3 separate regions of the Mus musculus genome follow, and all the other regions are linked to region 2. A link is a contact called in public Hi-C data. All regions are on one chromosome and are shown on one strand. The core of a region is the stretch at or near the end of the contact, and the rest is flanking DNA. Distances in the headings are between cores, read along the strand shown.

Evidence for each region. Hi-C and Micro-C count contacts between places; a contact is called where the count stands out from the background.
Region 1: a contact with region 2 is called in a Hi-C map of B cells, with 6 read pairs. The contact joins the promoter of Slc39a10 here to the enhancer-like site in region 2. A contact is called at or near these places in 3 of 39 promoter capture datasets (the HPC-7 cell line, liver and pre-B cells), 6 of 484 Hi-C or Micro-C datasets (B cells, the G1E-ER4 cell line, the N1E-115 cell line and 3 more) and 3 of 115 datasets of contacts at active chromatin or transcription factors (astrocytes, large pre-B cells and stem cell-derived neural progenitor cells).
Region 3: a Hi-C map of B cells shows a contact between it and region 2, with 5 read pairs. The contact joins the promoter of Tex30 here to the enhancer-like site in region 2. A contact is called at or near these places in 15 of 39 promoter capture datasets (the 3T3-L1 cell line, cranial neural crest, embryonic stem cells and 7 more), 4 of 484 Hi-C or Micro-C datasets (B cells, LSK cells, embryonic stem cells and 1 more), 7 of 115 datasets of contacts at active chromatin or transcription factors (embryonic forebrain, embryonic limb bud, embryonic stem cells and 2 more) and 2 of 9 other capture datasets (embryonic stem cells and macrophages).

What each region holds. Positions count from the first base shown.
Region 1 is chr1:46,852,235-46,854,934 of GRCm38.p6, reverse strand. It overlaps Slc39a10 (solute carrier family 39 (zinc transporter), member 10), which reads left to right and starts at 1,317. Exons shown (of 10, transcript NM_172653.3): 1 at 1,317-1,464.
Region 2 is chr1:45,815,642-45,818,341 of GRCm38.p6, reverse strand. It overlaps Wdr75 (WD repeat domain 75), which reads right to left. Exons shown (of 21, transcript NM_028599.3): 13 at 1,708-1,865; 14 at 899-1,079; 15 at 78-172. Among named protein-coding and RNA genes, the nearest start is that of Gm30900, 13 kb to the left of the region's middle. Within about 2 kb of position 1,276, at least 8 of the 459 cell types and tissues checked have an H3K27ac peak or open chromatin away from gene starts, as enhancers often do. A contact at or near this core is called in B cells and Th1 cells, where this site is marked.
Region 3 is chr1:44,100,995-44,103,739 of GRCm38.p6, reverse strand. Tex30 (testis expressed 30) reads left to right here and starts at 1,299. Exons shown (of 6, transcript NM_001356297.1): 1 at 1,299-1,412.

The DNA of each region.
Region 1 (2,700 bases), core at 68-2,567, 1.0 Mb before region 2:
GATGTTCCGTGTACAGGTAGAAAACAAAAGGCAAAACAGCTTCTTTCATGGAGTTCAAGTCAGCGAGACAGGCCACGTAGCCATACCGAATAGGTTTGGCTTTCTATGCCCCTCCTCGGTTCTCTCAGGCAAGTTACTTATTTCCTATGACTTTATTTCCTGGGTAGTCATTCTTCAGTCTGTTAGGAATATTAAATTAATACACACGCAAAGCATGCTGGAGGTACCTGATACATAAAGCTGGCAATTACTACTGCTCAGAGTTATATGCACTCTGTTCATCCATAAAGCAAGGCCAGAATTCACTTTCACTAGTAAATACGCTCAGCTTGAATACAGAAACACAGGCATCTGGGCAGAATACAAATAAGCCTAGACATGAATTAAGAGTCAGGAAGCAGAGTAATGAATAATGAAGCAAAGAGTTTGCCGAGCCTCCTTTTAAGAAAATTGTGGGTTGTTAGTTGCTTAAGAGGGGAGGAGGCCATTGAGAATGGCGGTGTGAGCAAAGGGATCCAAGAACAGGCAGGATATAAGCATGAATGCACCGGTGTTGCTGGGCGGATGGGGGGGGGGGGGCTTGCCTTTGGGTGTAAAACTGTTCCAGTAAGAGAAGGTGGTGGGAAGTCCTTGGATGGGTACCCAAAGCTACCAGAACTACGTGACATTTTTAAACTCAACTCCTTTCTGTTTGGGAAGTCCCACTGTAAGTGCTCTTTAAATGGGGGTGCGGTGGGGGGAGTTATGCAAAACACTTTGCACATAGCACTAAAGTTTAGTTTTGCCCAGAGACTGGCACGGTCGCTGGGACAGAGGGGGCGGAGTTAATTTAATATAGATGTCTAACCCGTGTACAGATCAGCAATCCTAATTGATCACTCCGAAACTTCGGCCTAGGACGCTCGTTCTCCAGGCTTCTACGTCTCATCCGCTAGCCCAAGGCCTCAGCAACCGACGTGCGAGGCCAGGCGAGGCGACCAAGGCCGTTCCACGCATGCGTTAAAAGCCGCCCCAACTCCCCCCAATCCCCGAGGAGTCCTTTCTCAGAACAAAACTAGCGCGGAGCTACAGAGCTCCGCAATTTGCGTAGATCTAATTTCTTCCAGTTGCCGCCAGTCGGTGTAGCTCCCGCCGGTGCCGCCGCTCTCCTACGCCAGGCGCGTCCGCGAAGTGAATGGCTGAACGCTGCCGGTGCGCCGCCGGCGTAGCGCCGATCAGGCCGAGGTGCGGCTGCGCAGGGCGCCCGAGCGGGCCGGGTGCGCCGCCGGCGTAGCGCTGAGGCGGCCAGGGTGCGGCTGCGCAGGGAGCCGGAGCAGGCTGAGTGCGCCGTCGGCGTAGAGCGCCGGCTCTCGCGCTAGGCTCCGCGACGCAGATAGCGCAGGCGGCTTTGGAGAATACACGACTGGGTGCAGCCGGGGTTTGGTACCGAGCGGAGAGGAGATGCACACGGCACTCGAGTGTGAGGTAACTATAAAACCCCGATTTGTTTACATTCCCTCCCCCAGAACCGGCCCCGTGCGCGGCGGAGCCTGGGAGTCCCGGGACGGCTGGGGAGGCTGGGCGGCCGGGTTGGGGCTGGCACCGGGGCCTCTGGGTTGGGACGCGTGTGTTCGCAGCTGCTGCAGGCGGTGGCGGCGAGCAGGAGAGCGGCGCGTGAGGCTGGGGCCAGCCGAGTGTGCCGCGTCGGCGGTGGGGGACCCGCGCCCCACGGCCTGCTGCGGGGCCGCGGAGCGGGCAGCGCCGGTTGAGGGCTGCGCGGGCTTCCCGCGGCCGCCGTACGGGGGACCCGGGACCCGAGGCAGGTCCCAGGGGCTCGTCTGCGGGGGGTAACGGACGGCGGCCGCTCAGCTCCGGGCCAACCGAAAAGGCTCGGTGGGGCGCGCGGGAACTGCGTGTGGCGCAGCCCACGGGTCCCGGAGCCGGGTTGTGGGGCGACCGTGGTGCGGCCGCGGGCTTTGTTCCCGGCCACCGGGGTGTAGGGTGGCGTGGGCGCGGTTGGGAGCGGAGGGAAGTGGCCGGCCCACCGCGGGGTCCGCATCCGCTCCACGCTTCGCTCCTCCCTTGGGGGGGGGGGGGTCTTCGGAACTCTCCAGCCTGGCGAGGCGTCGGGTGGCGTGACGTGGAAGGGCTTCCTGCGGCTTCTGAGAAGACGCGTTCACGTGGGAGCCTGTCCACATGGGCCGAGTTTAAGGAGCTGGGCACGTGGAAGAAATCTCACCGCAGGACGCCCCGCCACCGATTTGGAAGGGTCCTTCACCCCAGTGTCTGCTCCAAGTGACACAAAGCATGAGTTAAAAGACAGTACAACCCACCGTCTCCTAGAAACTTATTTATGTCTCCGTTAAGTGCGGTAACTAGCGGGTGACAGGTTTCTTGTATGTTTTCTTTTTGGATGTGTATCTAATGGTAATTAAGAAAAAGTAATACAAGAGCTGGAGGCTTAGAATTGTTAACAGTGCTATTGGGAAGCCTAAACAAAGCAGAACTTCTGTGTACAGAGTAATGTTAGGATTCCCGTAATCTACAAGTATTTGAGTACCTTGTGAGTCATTTCTCCTGGACCTTGGGAGTCCATCCCACACACCCCTCTTCCTATGTGCATTGGACATTACAGTAGGATGAAAGACACATCAGTGATAAAGTGATAAATGCTGTGAAGGAAATAAAATGTGCTGGTGGGCATTTTTAGCATTTGGTGTT
Region 2 (2,700 bases), core at 27-2,526:
GTAAAGATATGAAAACAGGGTCCTTGTTTCCTAAACGGTCAAAGTCTAGCTGCAGCATCCCACCCGCACGGGCTTACTTGAACAACTGAGCAGATTCCAACAGCAGAGAATGCCATTGTCAGTAGTGCCGAGGAGATACTTTGAGCATGTCAGTCTTCCAAAGCAAAGGTGCCTAGGCCAAAATCACATAAAAGATGAGCAGCAGGCAGCTCTAGTACACTTAGCGACAAAGAACTGCAGGCTTAGACCACTGCGTTTAGTTCTACTCAATACAGACTTATAAGCAGGCATAGTTTTATTCTTTTTGTGTTTCTAGTTCTTACAGCAATGGAAAAGATGCTAAGCCAATAGAAAGGGGTTATGTAGGTATTTGCACTTCTTTAGGAAAACAGGTGTGATGCTATGACCAACTCGATCACGTAACAATCCATGCCACAAAGAAGAATTTATGAACTTCATGCCACTTAACAAAACCTTATATATTTAAAATGAGACGGAATTAGTCGCCTATTATTTTGTCCTCAGGTCTGGGAACCAAACGTATTAGTTTGAGTATTACATTGTATTTTTAAGGGAATGCATAAAGACTGGCAGGTCAGGATCAACCATGGCTAGCATATCTTAGTTTTTACACAATACCCTCATGAAAGTGTTTACTATCCCGAAGAAAGCTGCGTACAAAAGTTCAATGTGAATCCTAGTGTAAGAAATGCTTATAAACTACTCATGAACTCACGGGTTACAGCTTCTCAACATTTTGATTAACGTTTTACCCTTATTCCCCAGAAAACTATTGATTACCTCTTTGGGGAAAACATACATTATTACTGAAGCTTAAAGGCTTTTTAAATTAAAAATACATACATACATTGGTAGCAATACAAACTAATTTACCTACCTTATTTTCCCAGCTCGTTGGCAAAATGTACATTTTAGTTCCCATGTTTGTGAGTCCCATATTGTAACTATTTCCTCAAAACTAACTGCCAGTAAGGAACCATCTTCAGAGAAACAACAATTGGTTGCTTGATACTTGTGGTAACTACCCACAAAGTCACAAGTCCAAGCAATGGCTTTTTCTGTGGAAAAAGAAACCATAACAAAAATGGCATAAATATGAAATAATGTTAAGAGGCAGGTTATAAGCAGAAGGTTAAACAAAGAAAACAAAACATAACAAAATCCCAGATTCCCCACAACTGTTCTAAGTAAACAGTGTAACCTACTGACAGGTATTTTTCCCCTTCCTGGAGACCTTGAGCTCCCTCTAGTGGAGGAGAAAGAGAGAGACACCTAGTGGCAGGAACCCTTTATGCTGCATGAAACAGACACAAAACGCCCATCTACTTGCCCAAAGCACAGATTCTGGTGGAAAGATATGTAAAAATTTAACATGAAAAATAGTTGCTGAAATTAAGCAACAGTTTATAGAATTAACCAAAACAGAAAACACCTTCTCAAAAAAGACATAAATGTCAATATAAATATATCACTTCTTTTTTATTGTTTTTGTTTGTTTGTTTGTTTGTATTTTCTCTGTATAGTCCTGGCTATCCTGGAACTCACTTTGTAGACCAGGCTGACCTCAAACTCAGAAATCCGCCTGCCTCTGCCTCCCGAGTGCTGGGATTAAAGGCGTGCGCCACCACACCCGGACAATATCACTCTTAAAACTGTAATTTTTCAACACAATCTGAGTGAACTTACTGTATATGTCAGAGTCATCTGTTAATATCCACACTTTGAAGTGGCCATCTCTGCTAGCTGTGACCAGGATGGGTTTTTCATAGCTTTCTGCATTATTGAAACAGAGAGCTGTGATGTGGTCATCATGTGGCATGGCGATCTTTGTGTTAAGAACAAACCTAGTTGAAAGAAAACCACAAATTCTCAGAAAAGCTATGGTATGCTAACACTCTGCAATATCAGGCAATATCTTCAAAATGGGCAACTGATGGATTATTACCCCAAAGGACAAATTTCCATACTCTAACAGTCTCAAGACCAGTTCTAACATCATCCGGTGTGACTCAAACACAGAGCATTATATATAGTGGCCAGCTCACTGGGAAAAATAAATAGAAATCAAATCATAGCTGAAGGCCTACTGTACTAGATTCTGTAGGATAAATACACAGAACTTAGAGGTCTGGCTTCTTCTAAAACAGACAAAAGAAAAACAGCGAAAAAGAATGGCTGTGGTAAGAATGGCTCCCTATATATTGTGAAAGCATGAAATAAAAATGATCCATTCAAACTGTCCCTTCATCAACAATGCTTGCTATGTCCTTATAGTATAAGAACAGCACAGTGTTTCTATGTTAAGAGCATGTAATAAGAGAGAGGACCAGTAGCAATCACTTAGTTCTGGGTCTCTTTTCTCATCTGTAAACTGTGGGGCAAAGACTCAGTGAGAATGTATGTTTTGTTCACCTGATACAATTGTCGTACTGCCTTAGTCTGCTAACCTAGGCCTAGTCATAGAAGCTTCTAGCCTCTTCCTAGGCCTAGAATGTTACCAGCCTCTGACATGTACTGGTAGGTTAAGCTCACCCTTCCTAGTTCTTTCTGAACTCCATCTGGCTGGCTGGTTCAACTCAGCTGTTCTGGTTCAAACTCCTCTCCAAGATGACTGACTCAATCTGGCTTCTTTTTCGGCCTCTGACGTTTTGTTCAGCTTGGCCTCAAACTAACTTTAGC
Region 3 (2,745 bases), core at 50-2,549, 1.7 Mb after region 2:
TTTTTCCCTTGCAACATCTCAGTGTTGGCTCCTGGTTTTTGACACTGTAACACACTCAAGAACCCAAAGAAGAGAGGAGAGAGTCTGGGGAAGAAAACGGGCAGAGGAGGGAAAGAAGGAAGACAGGTTAACAGACAATAAGGAAGTGTTAATTTAAAAATGTTAAGACTGTAACTTGAGAAAGCACTTGTCATAAATGGCTTTCCCTTAGTTGTTTCTTAATATGTACTGTGTCAGAAGAGGGCAGGTAACCAAGTGCATAAGGGGGATTTAATTCATTTAGTAAACATTTGCCACGTGTTATCCTAATCAGGAGAGTCAGTCAAATAAATACACACACACACACACACACACACACACACACACACACACTCCTTAAGGAAAAAGACAAAAAGGACATGTAGATGAAGTCCTAAGTAAAAGCTGCAATCTGAGGAACTGGAAGAGTCAAACCTCTGCAGTTGGGCTTGCTTGGTAGGTTTGGGGTGAAGTGGCAAAGCCCCTGAAAGAACAGGAGGAAATTCTGATTATTTGGCTCTAAAGAGGAAGGTACGAAGTCTTTGGGTGGGACTGAGTGGATGGGTCCTATATACCCTCAGGGTTATCCAAATGAAGTGATGGGCACAAGGATGCTAGCAACCCACCCTTCTGATGACCGGTAGACAAAGCAGGCAATGGTAATGTGGGAGGCTTAACCTAGCCTGGCGCACAGGGAATTACGAGGTCAAGTCGCCAAAAAATAAAAATACTTTAGGTGAATGGATAGATAGATGATTGATAAATGAGAGAGAGAGAGAGAGAGAGAGAGAGAGAGAGAGGAGAGAGAGAGAGAGAGAGAGAGAGAGAGAGAGAGAGAGAGAGAGAGAGAGAGAGAGAGAGAGAGAGAGAGAGAGAGAGAGAGAGAGAGAGAGAGAGAGAGAGAATGAGAGAATTTTAAGTGCAAGATTTTGTTTTGGGCCGCATGCATAGCTGTCCTATGCCCGCGAGGTACTGAATCGTACCCGCCTGAAATGCAAAGGGATAAAGAATTCACGGCGGGATGTGAGGAAAGAAGTTGTCAGGGTTGACTCCGTGTCTTCCGATGGGCTGATCAGACCGGAAGAAGCCAAGGCAGCGACAAGAAAATCCTTTCCCGCGCTCGGCTCGGCGGTCCCAGCATACAGACTCCGGCTTCAGGAGTCCAGCCTCCAGGCGCCCGCGAGGGGCGTGGCCGAGCTAAAAGCCGGCAGAAAACTCTCTTTCCCGGCGAGCCTCGCGGCGCGCCCCACGAGCCCCGGGCGAAGCCTGCGTGCGCCAGCGCAGTAGCGGGCCGCGCTGACGGGGGCGGCGAGGCGGTCGCTTCGAGCGTGTTAGTTCGCTCCCTGAAGAGAGTGAGGGCGGTTGGGCGCTGGCGGTCACTCGTGCGTTCGCTGGTAAGCGCGGCGGCGGGAAGTGGAGGCAGCGGTGGTGAGGCCGGCCGGCAGCTCCTCGGGGGCTGCTGCTCTCCTCCGCCCGAGGCGTCCGTGGAAGCCAAGCGCTCCCGGCCGGCAGCCGCCGACGGTCTGTTTTGCCGAGGAGGGTGGACACGGGTTTAGGACGACGGGCAGGTGGAGCCGGGCCGCGGCGACTCTCACGAGCTGTTGGGGGTGACGGGAGCTAAGCCTCCTCCCAGACGGGCCCGGGACGCGCGCGTTCGTTAAGCGAATAAACGACGGTTCCCGTCGACCTCTAACCTCGGGTTTGGAATTTTTTTTTTTTTTTTTTTTTTTTGGTCGTATGGTTGGTCGACCCCGGCGATCCTAGAACTCACAGTTTTGTTCGCGCGGTGACAGCCTAGGTAGTGCTGCAGACGGAACAGACAGTGAGTAAATGTTTATTTTTTTTTAAACTGGAAGTCGGGTGGCCGTGGCGTTTGGGGAGCTTAGTGGAAGCTAACTACCAGAAAATAACTACCTTGTGAGTGTGAGTAGCCCCTCCCCCCTAAACTGTTGGCTTGATTGTCCAGGACGTTTGAACCCCGTACCGCATCAGCTATATTTGTTTTGTGTCACAGTCGTCACCTTGTTTCTACCGGGTTGGTGGGTTGGTGCAGTGTTCTCCCTCTGCTGTGGGGCGACACTGAGGCTGAGCCAGGCTTCCGTCCTCCCTTATCTAAAGCGTGGGGGGGGGGGGGGGGGCGGAGATAACAGTCGCTTCGAGCGCTTACCATATGGGACGTTTTCGGTGTTGCTGAAGCAGTCTAGAACAAGTTCATAATGAAGTCTGGAGGAAAGCCGTTTTCCTTAAAATCACAGGTTAGTCTGGAAGAGCTTCCCAGGTTGATATTAACTTAAAAACATGTATCTAAGTGTACTGTTTTTCTGAAATCCCATTAAAGTGACAGGAAAGAGTTCTTTATGGGGTTGGTTGGTTGTTTTGTGTTTAGTTTTGTTATTGTTTGTTTTGTTCTGTTTTTGAGACAGGGTCTTGCCCAGTCTGGTCTCAAATTTGCAGATTCTCCTTTCTGCCTTTCAAATCCTGAGATTATAGTCAGGCCCCACCCAACCTGGCTTTTGCGAGGGTGGGGGGGTAGTCACTGGGAAAGACACCTTGGAGATATTAACAGTTGAATAATGAACTCTTAAAAAGCAGTGGTTAAACCAACGGGGGGGGGGGGAATCTATAAAACTAGTCTGAATTAATAAAAGCCTTCAGATCACACAAAAACTGGCAGTTCTTGATATATTTGGAACTGGAAGGGGAAGTGCATTGATGTGGATAGAGGTG